Linked DNA regions of Sus scrofa: region 2 is linked to region 1. Evidence: chromatin contacts called from public HiChIP or PLAC-seq data. All regions are on one chromosome and are shown on one strand. Each heading gives the region's core, a stretch centred on a gene start, on an enhancer-like site or on the middle of the called end of the contact. The rest is flanking DNA. Distances are from core to core; before and after follow the strand shown.

What was found. HiChIP or PLAC-seq counts read pairs in DNA pulled down with a chosen protein or histone mark.
Region 2: an H3K27ac HiChIP or PLAC-seq map of alveolar macrophages shows a contact between it and region 1, with 2.1 times the contacts expected there. The contact joins the enhancer-like site here to the promoter of OLR1 in region 1.

The regions. Positions count from the first base shown.
Region 1 is chr5:61,795,476-61,801,364 of Sscrofa11.1, forward strand. OLR1 (oxidized low density lipoprotein receptor 1) reads left to right here and starts at 3,881. Exons shown (of 8, transcript NM_213805.1): 1 at 3,881-4,000; 2 at 5,651-5,668; 3 at 5,671-5,751. The coding sequence starts at 3,925.
Region 2 is chr5:61,837,687-61,843,828 of Sscrofa11.1, forward strand. CLEC7A (C-type lectin domain containing 7A) reads left to right here. Exons shown (of 4, transcript NM_001145866.1): 2 at 408-559; 3 at 2,435-2,553. Among named protein-coding and RNA genes, the nearest start is that of CLEC7A, 7.7 kb to the left of the region's middle. Within about 2 kb of position 3,100, at least 1 of the 83 cell types and tissues checked has an H3K27ac peak or open chromatin away from gene starts, as enhancers often do. A contact at or near this core is called in alveolar macrophages, where this site is marked.

The DNA of each region.
Region 1 (5,889 bases), core at 2,631-5,130:
AGAGTAAAAACCATATGATCCTTCCTCTCAACAGATGTGGAAAAAGCCTTTGACAAAATCCAACACCCATTTCTGATAAAAACCCTTCAGAAAGTGGGCATAGCGGGAACCTGCCCCAACATGATAAAGGCCATATACGACAAACCCACAGCGAACATCATTCTCAATGGTGAAAAGCTGAATGAATTCCCACTGAGATCAGGAACAAGACAAGGATGTCTGCTCTCGCCACTACTCTTCAACATAGTTCTGGAAGTCCTAGCCACAGCAATCAGAGAAGTAAAAGAAATAAAAAGAATCCAAATTGGAAAGGAAGAAGTAAAACTACCCCTATTTGCAGATGACATGATACTATACCTAGAGAATCCTAAAGACTCTACCAGAAAACTGTTAGAGCTCATCCATGAATTTGGCAAAGTCGCAGGATACAAAATCAATACACAGAAATCGACAGCATTTCTATATACTAACAATGAAAGAGCAGAAAAGGAAAATAGGGAAGCAATCCCGTTTACCATCACATTCAAAAGAATAAAATACCTAGGAGTAAACCTACCTAAAGAGACAAAAGACCAGTACTCTGAAAACTACAAGCCACTGATGAAAGAAATCAAAGATGACACAAATAGATGGAAAGATATATTATACCATGCTCGTGGATTGGAAGAGTTAATATTATCAAAATGACTATACCACCTAAGGCAATCTACAGATTGAATGCAATCCCTATCAAATTACCAAGGACATTTTTCACAGAACTCGAACAAAATATTTTAAAGTTTGTTTGGAAGCACAAAAGACCCAGAATAGCCAAAGACATCCTGAAAAAGAAAAATGGAGCTGGAGGAATCAGGCTCCTGGACTTCAGACTTACTACAAAGCAACAGTTATCAAAACTGCATGGTACTGGCACAAAGAGAGAAATACAGATCAGTGGAACAGGATAGAAAGCCCAGAATTAAACCTACACACCTACAGCCAACTAATCTATGACAAAGGAAGCAAGACTATACAATGGAGAAAGGACAGCTTGTTCAATAAGTGGTGCTGGGAAAACTGGACAACCACATGGAAAAGAATGAAATTAGAACACTCCCTAACATCATACACAAAAATAAACTCCAAATGGATTAAAGACCTAGATATAAGACCAGACACTATCAAACTCTTAGAGGATAACATAGGCCAAACACTCTCTGACATAAACAACAGCAACATCTTCTCAGATCCACCTATCAGAGTACTGACAATAAAAAGAAAAATAAACAAATGGGACCTGATCAAACTTCAAAGTTTCTTCACAGCAAAGGAAACCCTAAACAACACAAAAAGACAACCCACAGAATGGGAGAAAATCTTTGCAAATGAATCAACTGACAAGGGATTAATCTCTAAAATTTATAAACAACTTCTGCAGCTCCATACCAAAAAAACAAACAACCCCGTCCAAAAATGGGCAGAAGATCTAAACAGACAATTCTCCAAAGAAGACATACAGATGGCCAAAAAACACATGAAAAGATGTTCAGCGTCACTCATTATTAGAGAAATGCAAATCAAAACCACTCTGAGGTACCACCTTACACCAGCCAGAATGGCCATCATCCAAAAGTCTACAAATAATAAGTGCTGGAGAGGGTGTGGAGGAAAAGGAACACTAGTACACTGTTGGTGGGATTGTAAATTGGTGCAACCATTGTGGAAAGCAGTATGGAGATTCCTCAGAAAACTAAAAATAGAACTACCATTTGATCCAGCAATCCCACTCCTGGGCATCTACCCAGAGAAAACCACAACTCGCAAAGACATATGTACTCCAGTGTTCATTGCAACACTATTTACAATAGCCAAGACATGGAAACAACCTAAATGTCCATCAACAGAGGAGTGGATCCAGAAGATGTGGTACATACACACAATGGAATATTACTCAGCCATTAAAAAGAATGAAATACCAGCATTTTTTGCAACATGCAGCATTTTTTGCAACCTAGAAACTATCATTCTAAGTGAAGTCAGCCATACAATGAGACACCAACATCAAATGCTTTCACTGACATGTGGAATCTGAAAAAAGGACAGACTGAACTTCGTTGCAGAACAGATGCTGACTCACAGACATTGAAAAACTTATGGTCTCTGGAGGAGACAGTTTGGGGGGTGGGGGGATGTGCCTGGGCTGTGGGATGGAAATCCTGTGAAATCAGATTGTTATGATTATACAACTACAGATGTGATAAATTAATTTAAGTAAAAAAATAAAAATAAAAATAAAATATACAAAAAAAAAGATATTCTATGCAGAAAAAGGGAATACAGAAAACTCAGGGAAGAGGAGCGTATGGAATCCTAATTAGACTGTCAATATTTATGATTTTTCCAAATAGTTTTCTAGATATTTTATTTGTTTATGTATTTTCTCTAATCTTTTTTAAATGTATTCTCTTCTTTTTATTTATTTTCCTGGTGTAGTTTAAAGTAAATATCAGATATCATATCATTTTGAAATACCTCAGAAGTTACCTCTAATATATAAGGATTTTTTTTTTTGCAATTGCAAATGAGATTGCAATGAGACATTATTTTTCTGATTAGAAGGTTTTGAGGTCAAAATAGGTGAGAATTCTATCAGTGAATATAAGGTGTATCTTTATTGGGATTCCATTGAAGAGTCTTCATGATTCAAGTCAATCATATAAAAATATATTCTTCAATGGCAATTCAACTGTGCTGAATATTACCCCTAACATTAATAACTATCATTTATTGAGTTGCAATGATGTTTAAAGTACAAAGCTTAGCGTTTTGCCCAATACCCCATTTGAATCCTTGTAGCGACATCAGCAACATTATCAAGTGGACATTTCATGATCCAATTCAAAGACAAAGACATTTGCCAAGATTTATAGAACAATAGGCCGGCAAAGGAAAGATTAAACTAGCTCCCTCTGGCTCCAAAGTTCTTTTCTGCTCTGTGTTATATCTCCACTGTATGAAAGAGCACTCCTGATTAAATTCTAAAATTACCCAGGTTATTATGACTAGAGATAAGAGCCATATGTAATTAACCCCCAAATTCCTAAGCCTATTTCTGAGGAAAAAAGTCAAAATTAAAAAGGAAAATATGAGACTTATTAGAGATATAGAATAGAGATAGTCTGATACAGTGAAATGAAAAAAAATATGGGGAGTTTCCATTGTGGCACAGCGGAAATGAATCTGACTAGTATCCCTGAGGATGCAGGTTTGATCCCTTGCCTTGCTCAGTGGGTCTGGGATCCAATTTTGCCATGAACTGTGGTGTAGGTAGCAGACTCGGCTAGGATCCTGTGTCACCATGGCTGTGGCTGTGGCTGGCTGCTACAGCTCCAATTTGACCCCTAGCCTGGGAACTTCCATATGCCAAGGGTGCAGCCCTAAAAAGGAAAAAAAGAAAAAAAAAAAAGAAAGAAAGAAAGAAAGAAAGAAAGAAAGAAAGAAAGAAAGAAAGAAAGAAAGAAAGAAAGAAAGAAAGAAAAAGAAAAAAGGATATTGGAATCAAATAATCTGGTCTAAATGCACACTCTTCCACAAATTCACTGCTGACTTACCCTTCTGAATTTGTTTCCTTATCTGAAAAATAAATACAAATTCTCTCCTCTAATGCTCATGGAAAACACAGTTTTCCCTTTCATAAATTACTTAGTGAAACATCCTGAAACACTATCAGAATCACCATTTTCCCCTCCTGCAATAGACATAACTCAAGAATTTGCGTCAGCCAACTTCCCAAAATGAAGCAAATACTCTCCTTCCTCCTACCAATGATTGAGTCATTCCATTAGATAGCAGCAGCTATTTAAACGCTCCAGTGGGAGCTCAGACATTTCTGCTTGTAGAAGTCCTTGGCTGCTCCACTCCCTCATTCTTGGAATAAATTCAGAAATGACACTTGATGACCTCAAGAGCAACAGTATGAAGGATCAACCTGACGAGAAATCAAATGGAGATAAAGCTGAAGGTACTGGGGGTAGGTGAATGTGTACAGGGACAGAATTAGCTTAGACGTGTAAACTAAACATAGGATTAGACGGCTGAGACACCTGAGTATGGGAAAATATTAGAGCGTTTAGAACATTTACTTAAAAGGAAAGCCAGATATGATGGTAATAAGGAAGGTGATGACCATGAATAAACTAACTTGGTATAATGATGATGAAGAGAATGAGGATAACTAACTTTTATTGAACATTTGCTGTAGGCTATGTTCTCTGATATGATTTATAAGCCTTATTTCTCTAAACCTTCACACCTTGAGATTAGCTCTATTACCTACTGTTTACAGAGGACTCACTGAAGGGGATTAACCTAAGGACCCAGTTTGACACAACTAATAAGTGGTAGAGCTAGCAGCAATCTCCCATAACATGGAACGGATATTGACCAGAGGGAACTGTTGGTGGAAAGTCTTACTCGTATACTTGCCTCTAAGTTTAGGATTTGGCAATTATTTGCAAGGTGCACGGCTCTCTTCAACTTCTTTTCTGTCAACTTGCCACACACATGCATGAACCCTATTTCTTCCTGTCAAAAAGTCTATTTTATTTGTATCATCTGAAGAGGCTAATAGGAGTGCTTTTGAAACAGGAGAACTCTGTGAATACATTTGACCACTGATTGATTTGGATCATTATACATTCACACTGGAAATTCTGTGATGTGATGTTCCCAGTCATGCAGCTGTTGACAGTTGGATTAAAGACCTTTGTTTGGATCTTAACATCTGCATGATATTAGGCAAGTCACTCACTGAATTTTCAGTTTCCTTATTTGGATATAAAAGATAACATTATCAGTGCCTAAAGTGTTTATCTTACAAGGTGAGGAGTACAAATTCATTGTATAAAATGTTTTCCTGCTGAACCAGTAATATCTGTGCTTTTGAAGTGGTGGACGACTTAAAAGATATTTGTGTACTTGTGAGCTACATGAGTATTTGTTTTACAATAATGGGAGGTTTTTTGTTTTTTTTTTCTTGTAATAAGAGTGCTGCAGCTGGTGTGAGTGGAGGATGTGGTGTTAACAGGAATCAAGTGACATTTTAAGGTTTCATTCCTATTTTCCTTTGGTCAGAACCTCAGTTCCATGTTGTAACTTTAGTGAAAAATCGAATGGTACAAACAGCACCTTCTTTAGACTTTCTCTGTTGATTAACTGATTAAAGGCTTATTTGTTTGTTGTCTGGCATTTGTTTATAGTATGTTACAACTCTGTGTGCATGTGTGCACGTGGTGCATGTGGTCTATGTTAAAAACATGAGGCTCTCTGCCCTGTGGAGGAGGTTGATCCAACCAAGGTGAACTGAGAGTTTCTTGATGTGGGGAAGAACAGATCAAATATAAGCTTAGAATCAGGTATTTGGAGTCAAACATCTGTTATTGACTCCTAGGTCCTAACTTTTGTCAGTTGTATGTCCATGACTAAAGTACTTGAATTATTTAACTGTCCCTGCTTCTCATCGGTAAAGGTGGATAATACGTTCTTTGTAGAGCCATTGAGAAAACTGGAGGTAAGTGATGCAAAGCACCAGGTGCAGACAGGATCCAAAGAATGGTTTGATCCCTTGCCTGCATCGTTTCTGTCTTTCTGAATCGATCCTCTGTCCCTCCAGGTCCTCGGAGTCTTTCCACTTGCGGTGGCGCCCTGCTGCCCTGATTCTAGGGTTACTGTGCCTGGGATTACTGGTGACCGTTATACTGCTGATAATACAGTGTAAGTGCTGAAGCAGGAAAGTGATGGAGAAAAAAATGAGGGTTTACAAACATGGTTCCTAAACTGGTTTCGTAACTGTCAACAGCCTTGACTTGGATACGTTTTAGGCAAACTGTCTTTAGAGTGAGTGGAAGATGA
Region 2 (6,142 bases), core at 1,850-4,349, 41 kb after region 1:
ATTGCGTTCTGACATGGATCTCACACCTGTAAAATAAGTTAACATGAAATTACAGTTCACCTTAACGATTGATTTTGTGTTGATTTATTTTAGAAGTTATCATGGAGAAAGGGAGTTCTGGGCTGACTTTGAAGGAATGGAAGAAAATTAAGAAGGGAGGGAGGGTCAATGGTCTAAAACACAGTTTATAGTTACTTAGGTCAATTTTTAAGTTGAAATGAATAGGTTTTTTTTTTTTTAATATGGTTTCTTCTGTCAAATCATATCCCTATCATCTGAATAGAACATGAAATGAATTAATGACAACTCATTGATTGTTTTTTAAGTGTCCTTAGGATGAATGGTGCTTGCACTGAAAGAGGTATTGGCATAGGATGGACCTCATTGTATTTATCTTTTATTTCCAGGAGTTCTTTCTAGCTCTTGTCCCCCTAACTGGATCACACATGAGAATAGCTGTTATCTATTTAGCACATCATTAGATTCCTGGAATAGAAGTAAAAGACAATGCTCTCAACTGGGTTCTTATCTCCTGAAGATAGACAGCTCCAAAGAGCTGGTAAGTGTAGATTTCAGCTATAATAACCTATGACCTATACTGAGCAGAAAAATGGACATAGATTCCAGGTCACAGTGATTTTTCCCTAAGAGAATATCCTTTTACATAGTATTCATAATTGTAATAATAGCATGGATTAAGTGAGTAAAGTATATATTCCCTCTCTTTTTAATTAAACTAAGCACATTTTATTTCAAAATAAATCCTTCTACCACAACTCCCAGTGTGCATGATTGTAATAAGCAGGCCACTCCTCATTTCTTGCGGGTTTGGATTTCAATTTTTAAATTGGTAGAGTTAAAAGGAAAATTCTTCCTTTGTCATGATAATTAACAAGGAAATGTCAGCTATGATAATCTCCATTTATAAATCATTTACTCCTTGCAAGATACTGGGAAAGGCAAAGAGGTTTAAAACCATAGCTTGCAATAGCAATGTTCATGTATATAGTAAGAAAATAGAAACAATTCAAAGGCTATTAAAAGTTAAATGTCTAGTATTGGCAACAAATATAGAAGTTAAGAGAGACGTTTCCCTTGTGGCTCAGGAGTATTCAACAGAACTAGGATCCAGAGGGATACAGGTTTGATCCCTGCCCTTGTTCAGTGGGTTAAAGATCTGGTGTTGTCCTGAGCTGTGGTGTAGGTAGCAGACATGCCTCGAATCCTGCATTGCTGTGGCTGTGGTATAGGCCAGCAGCTGTACCTCCAATTCAACCCCTAGCCTGGAAATGTCCATATGCCACAGGTGGGGCCCTAAAAAGAAAAAATAAATCAATAAGTTCAGAGAGAGAAATCCCTTTTAGCATAAACATTTTACAGAATAAGTGTGACTTAATACATCATGAATGAAGGATAGAACTCAGACGGGCTGAGATGAGAAGGGGTTAATAATCAGGAAACATTTTATGCTATTAATTTAAATAATCTATAACTCTATGTTTGCTTTTTATTAATCCAATTTTTTTTTTTTTTGGCTTCTGACCTGTCTTACACAACAGCTGTAGTTCCCATAAAACTTAATAGAAGTAAATGTATGATAAAGAAAGACCAAGGGATTGGAAGTGTGTCTGGCTTATAGACCTTTCTGTAATTGCCACTATATTGTGCTATATTTGTCAATAATTCAAATATGATCATTAACTGATAAATAACAAGGTGCTACTCCGTAACAGAGAACTACATTCAATATCCTATAATAAATCATAAAGAAAAAGAATATAAAAAGAATGTATATGTATACACACATATATGTAACTGTATAAACGCATATACATATATATACACATATATATGTAACTATATACATACAACTGAAATACTTTGCTCTTTAACAGAAATTAACACAACATTGTAAATCAACTATACTTCAGTAAAAAACACATAGATGTGGTCATTAACCCCGGATTACATATTCATAAAACATGCAGTAGACTAAACTATTTTTAAAATTGTCATATAACTTTGAGAAGCATTTATTGACAAAGATCTTATAAATTTATATTTTTAATTAAAATTATGGAGAAGATAGTGGCCTTTCATCCATGGCATTACCAGAGGGAGGTTCCTCTTTGGATTTTTTGTCAGGTAGTTTGAACGTGAAAGTAGTGCAATTTTGACATTATGGCTCTATTCTTTATTGGAAAATTCAGCAACAATGACTGAAAAAATGAGAGATGCACTTTGAGACACTCAGAGCATTCAAGAGTTGGCACTTTTCTGTAGGCTGACACCAGCATATGCATAATCTTCTACTAAGGTGACTCATTCTGTTGTCTCTCAAAATCTGTAATATCTCTTCCTGCATCTTCTCTTTGTCTATATCATCTCTGTCTCTCTCTTTTCTTGATGTTTTGGTATTCATGTTTTCTTACAGGAATTTATATCAAGGCATGTGTCTTCCCAACCTGATCATTCATTTTGGATAGGGCTTTCTCACAGCCAGACTGAAGGGCCATGGCTTTGGGAGGATGGCTCCATGTTACTGTCTAACTTGTAAGTATCTGAAGATACAAAGTTTCATACCTTTTCTCAGCAAAAGTTAGTTAAGAATCTGATCTGTTGGGAGTTGCCGTCGTGGCTCAGTGGCTAACGAATCCGACTAGGAACCATGAGGTTTTGGGTTCGATCCCTGGCCTTGCCCAGTGGGTTAAGGATCCAACGTTGCCGTGAGCTGTGGTGTAGGTCACAGACGTGGCTGGGATCTGGCGTTGCTGTGGCTGTGGTGTAGGCCAGTGGCTACAGCTCCAATTTGACCCCTAGCCTGGGAATCTCCATGTGCCGCAGGAGCGGCCCAAGAAATGGTAAAAAGACTAAAAAAAAAAAAAAAAAGAATCTGATCTGTTGACTATAATAAGGAAGAGAGAGAAAAAGATACATAGTGATAGGAAGAAAGAAAGAGGGAGCCAGGAAAAAAGAAAACAGAGGGTAGAGGAAGACTTGAGAGTCAAAAGGAGCTGAGTGGTCACTGTGAACTGTCAACACAGTGTGTTTCCTCAGCTTTCATAGGAGGAGGGCATGTATTTGAAGCTGTCCAACCAGGAGCAGTCACTGTGACGTGGTGTAAAACTGTGGTTAAAAGCATGACTTTGAACTCAGTTCTCGGCTTGGGTCAGTGACTGGCCCACTCACTGTGTGAGACTGGATAACATGCTTTAACTTATCTGAGCCTCTCTTTGCCATCTGTAAATGAAAATAAAAATAGTACCTACCACTTAGGATTTTGAAATAGAGGAGAGAAAAGTAAACTCCCTTAGCACAGTGTCATGCACATAGTTAATGTGCAATACATGCTTTATTATTAATTTGAAGAACAACCACATTTCATATTTTATAAAGATCTTTTAAACAGATTTTGCATTTGCAAGATTATAAATTCTTCCTCAGTGTATGTGTATACACTAATATACACACAATGAAGGAAAATTTCTATATGGAGATTTATGATGAGGAGTCAGCTTGCTTGATTATAAAAACTGAGAATTTCCACAATCTGGCGTCTGCAAGCTGGGAACACAGGGGAGCTGGCAGTGTAATGCAGCCCAAGTATGAAGGGCTTAGAAGCAGAGGGGCAGCAGTGTAAAACCCAGGGCAAGGGCAGGAGAAAGCAAGATGACATGAGATGTCTCTACTCACACAGTAAGGCAGGAAAAAGGAACAAATATATTCTTCTGCCTTTTTGTTCTGTCCAGCCCCTGGATGGACTGGATAATATCCATTCACATTGGGGAAAGTCATCTATTTTACTGAGGTCACTGACTCAAAGGACACACTCAGAAATAATGTTGGATCTGGCGATGGCCAGTAGAATCAACACATGAAATCAACTGTCACAGATTGCTGAAGTTTCTTCACTGCAGTTGTCATTCGTTTTCTTCTTAATATCTGTAGAGTATGAACATATATTTCCCCTTTTAAACTTCATCCTTGGTGTGTTCTGTGTATATGCGTGTGTGTATGTGTGCCTACATAATCGCAATGCTAAGTGATTTTACTTTTTCTTTCCTTTTTTTTTATTCCCATCTACCTCAGTGGATGTAGTTTTCAAAGAAAGAATGGTGGCTTTGTTGATTCTTTCTCTGTGTCTTTCTTTTTCTTTTTTCCTTAATTTTCCATACTGAAATTAAACTCTGTCAAATCCTATTTGATCCCACCAGTCAAAGAGGAGCACCATAAACCTGAGACTGTTTAAATACTCCACTTTGGTTTTTTTACTGTCAGTCTATCTATTTATCTATCTATCTATCTATATATCTATCTGCCTACCTACCTACCTACCTGTCTATCATCTATAAATACATCGAGTAAAAAGACTATATATATGGTTACACTCTTATTGTAGGTTCAGGTAGAAAAACCGTGAGTACCAGCTCGTGTTCAACATCACGGGACATTTTTTCTCTCACTCGCCACCTGGTGGCAAGGTTGAGACATGCACTTTTCACTGCTATTCTTTTCTATTGGTAGCGTCCTTTTCCATTTACTCCTATACCAAAATCGTCCTTTGTTTTCCAGTTTCTGTAGGATTTTCTATTACATTTCCATCTTGAATGCACTTATTTCATAGAATTAAATTGAATAAATGGTATCCCAGCAATTGATGGCGTCTTGGATGCCATTTTCATTGAAAAATGCAGCTCCGGAAAACTGTAGATATGTATATTAAGCAGTTGATTAGATTTTCCCACATGTTAATGGTTTTCATTGCTTCTTATTCCTTTCTGCTTCTCCTTCCTTCGCTTTTGAGTAATTTTCTTAAATCTGAAGAATACCCTTTAGTATTTCTTTTAGAGTTGAAATTTTAAAATTGAGTTCTCTGTGCTCATCTAAAACTGTCTTCATTTTAAGTTTTACAAATATTCTGAGTTAAAATTAGAAATTTGCAGTTTTCTCTCTCAGGCATTCAAAGGTATCATTACAATGCGTTCTGTTTTTGAAAGGTCAGCTATTTGAAAGTAATATGTTTTAAATCTGATACTTTTTTTTCAGCTTTGACATTTTCTTCAAATGTTGCTTCCTCTCTTCTGAAATTTTAGTTATATGTATTACAGCCCCATTCACAATATCCTACATACCGTTTTTTACCCTATATTTTCATCAGTTTTTTCTTTAATCTATATTTACTTTTCTCATATAATTCCGGTTATTTTTTCCTCATCTGTATTTAGTCTGCTGTTAAAAGCCTCAATTTAGTTTTTAATTTTGTTAGTTTTTGTTTTATAATTCCTCAAATCTACCCACTCTCTATAATTTCTTGCTTTCTTCCAACATTCCCCACATTTTCTTTTAACTCCTAGAATACATTGTCTAGTAGTTTTAAGATTTGTGTTTGATTATACCAGTATTTCACACTTGTGTGTACCTGTTTCTATATCTTTTTCTTCTATTTTTTGTTCATGTTGATTTGTTTTCTTATGTCCCCGAGTATTTCCGATAGTGTGCTTAACATTACATCTTAAACGTTGTAAAATTAATTTGAAATCTACAGAGTGGCTTTTGATTTGCTGCCGGTAGGCACTATTGGTTGGGAATAGCACAAACTGCTGATTAGGATCACATGTTGATGTTATACCACTTGTTTCACTTCCCTTAGCCCAAGCACAGGGAATGTATCGGCAATCTTGACAAAATATATATCTTACTTTTCTATAGCACTTGCTTGTCTTAAGTTTTCTGTTGCCATTTTAATATATGACTAGCGCAGGAGTTCCATCGTGGCTCAGTGGTTAGCGAATCCAACTAGGAACCATGAGGGTTCAGGTTCGATCCCTGGCCTTGCTCAGTGGGTTAAGGATCCAGCATTGCCGTGAGCTGTGGTGTAGGCTGCAGATGCGGCTCCGATCCTGCATTGCTGTGGCTCTGGCGTAGGCTGGCGGCTATGACTCCGATTAGACCCCTGGCTTGGGAACCTACATATGCCGCGGGAGCGGCCCTAGAAATGGTGAAAAGACAAATAAAATAAAATAAAATATGACTAGCGGATTCTCTACTAAAGTCCTAAGGGTGGATCCAAATCAATGTGTTGATGTGTTACTACTTGCTGGTGACAGTAATTTAATTTGGCTCTGGACATATCCCAACATCT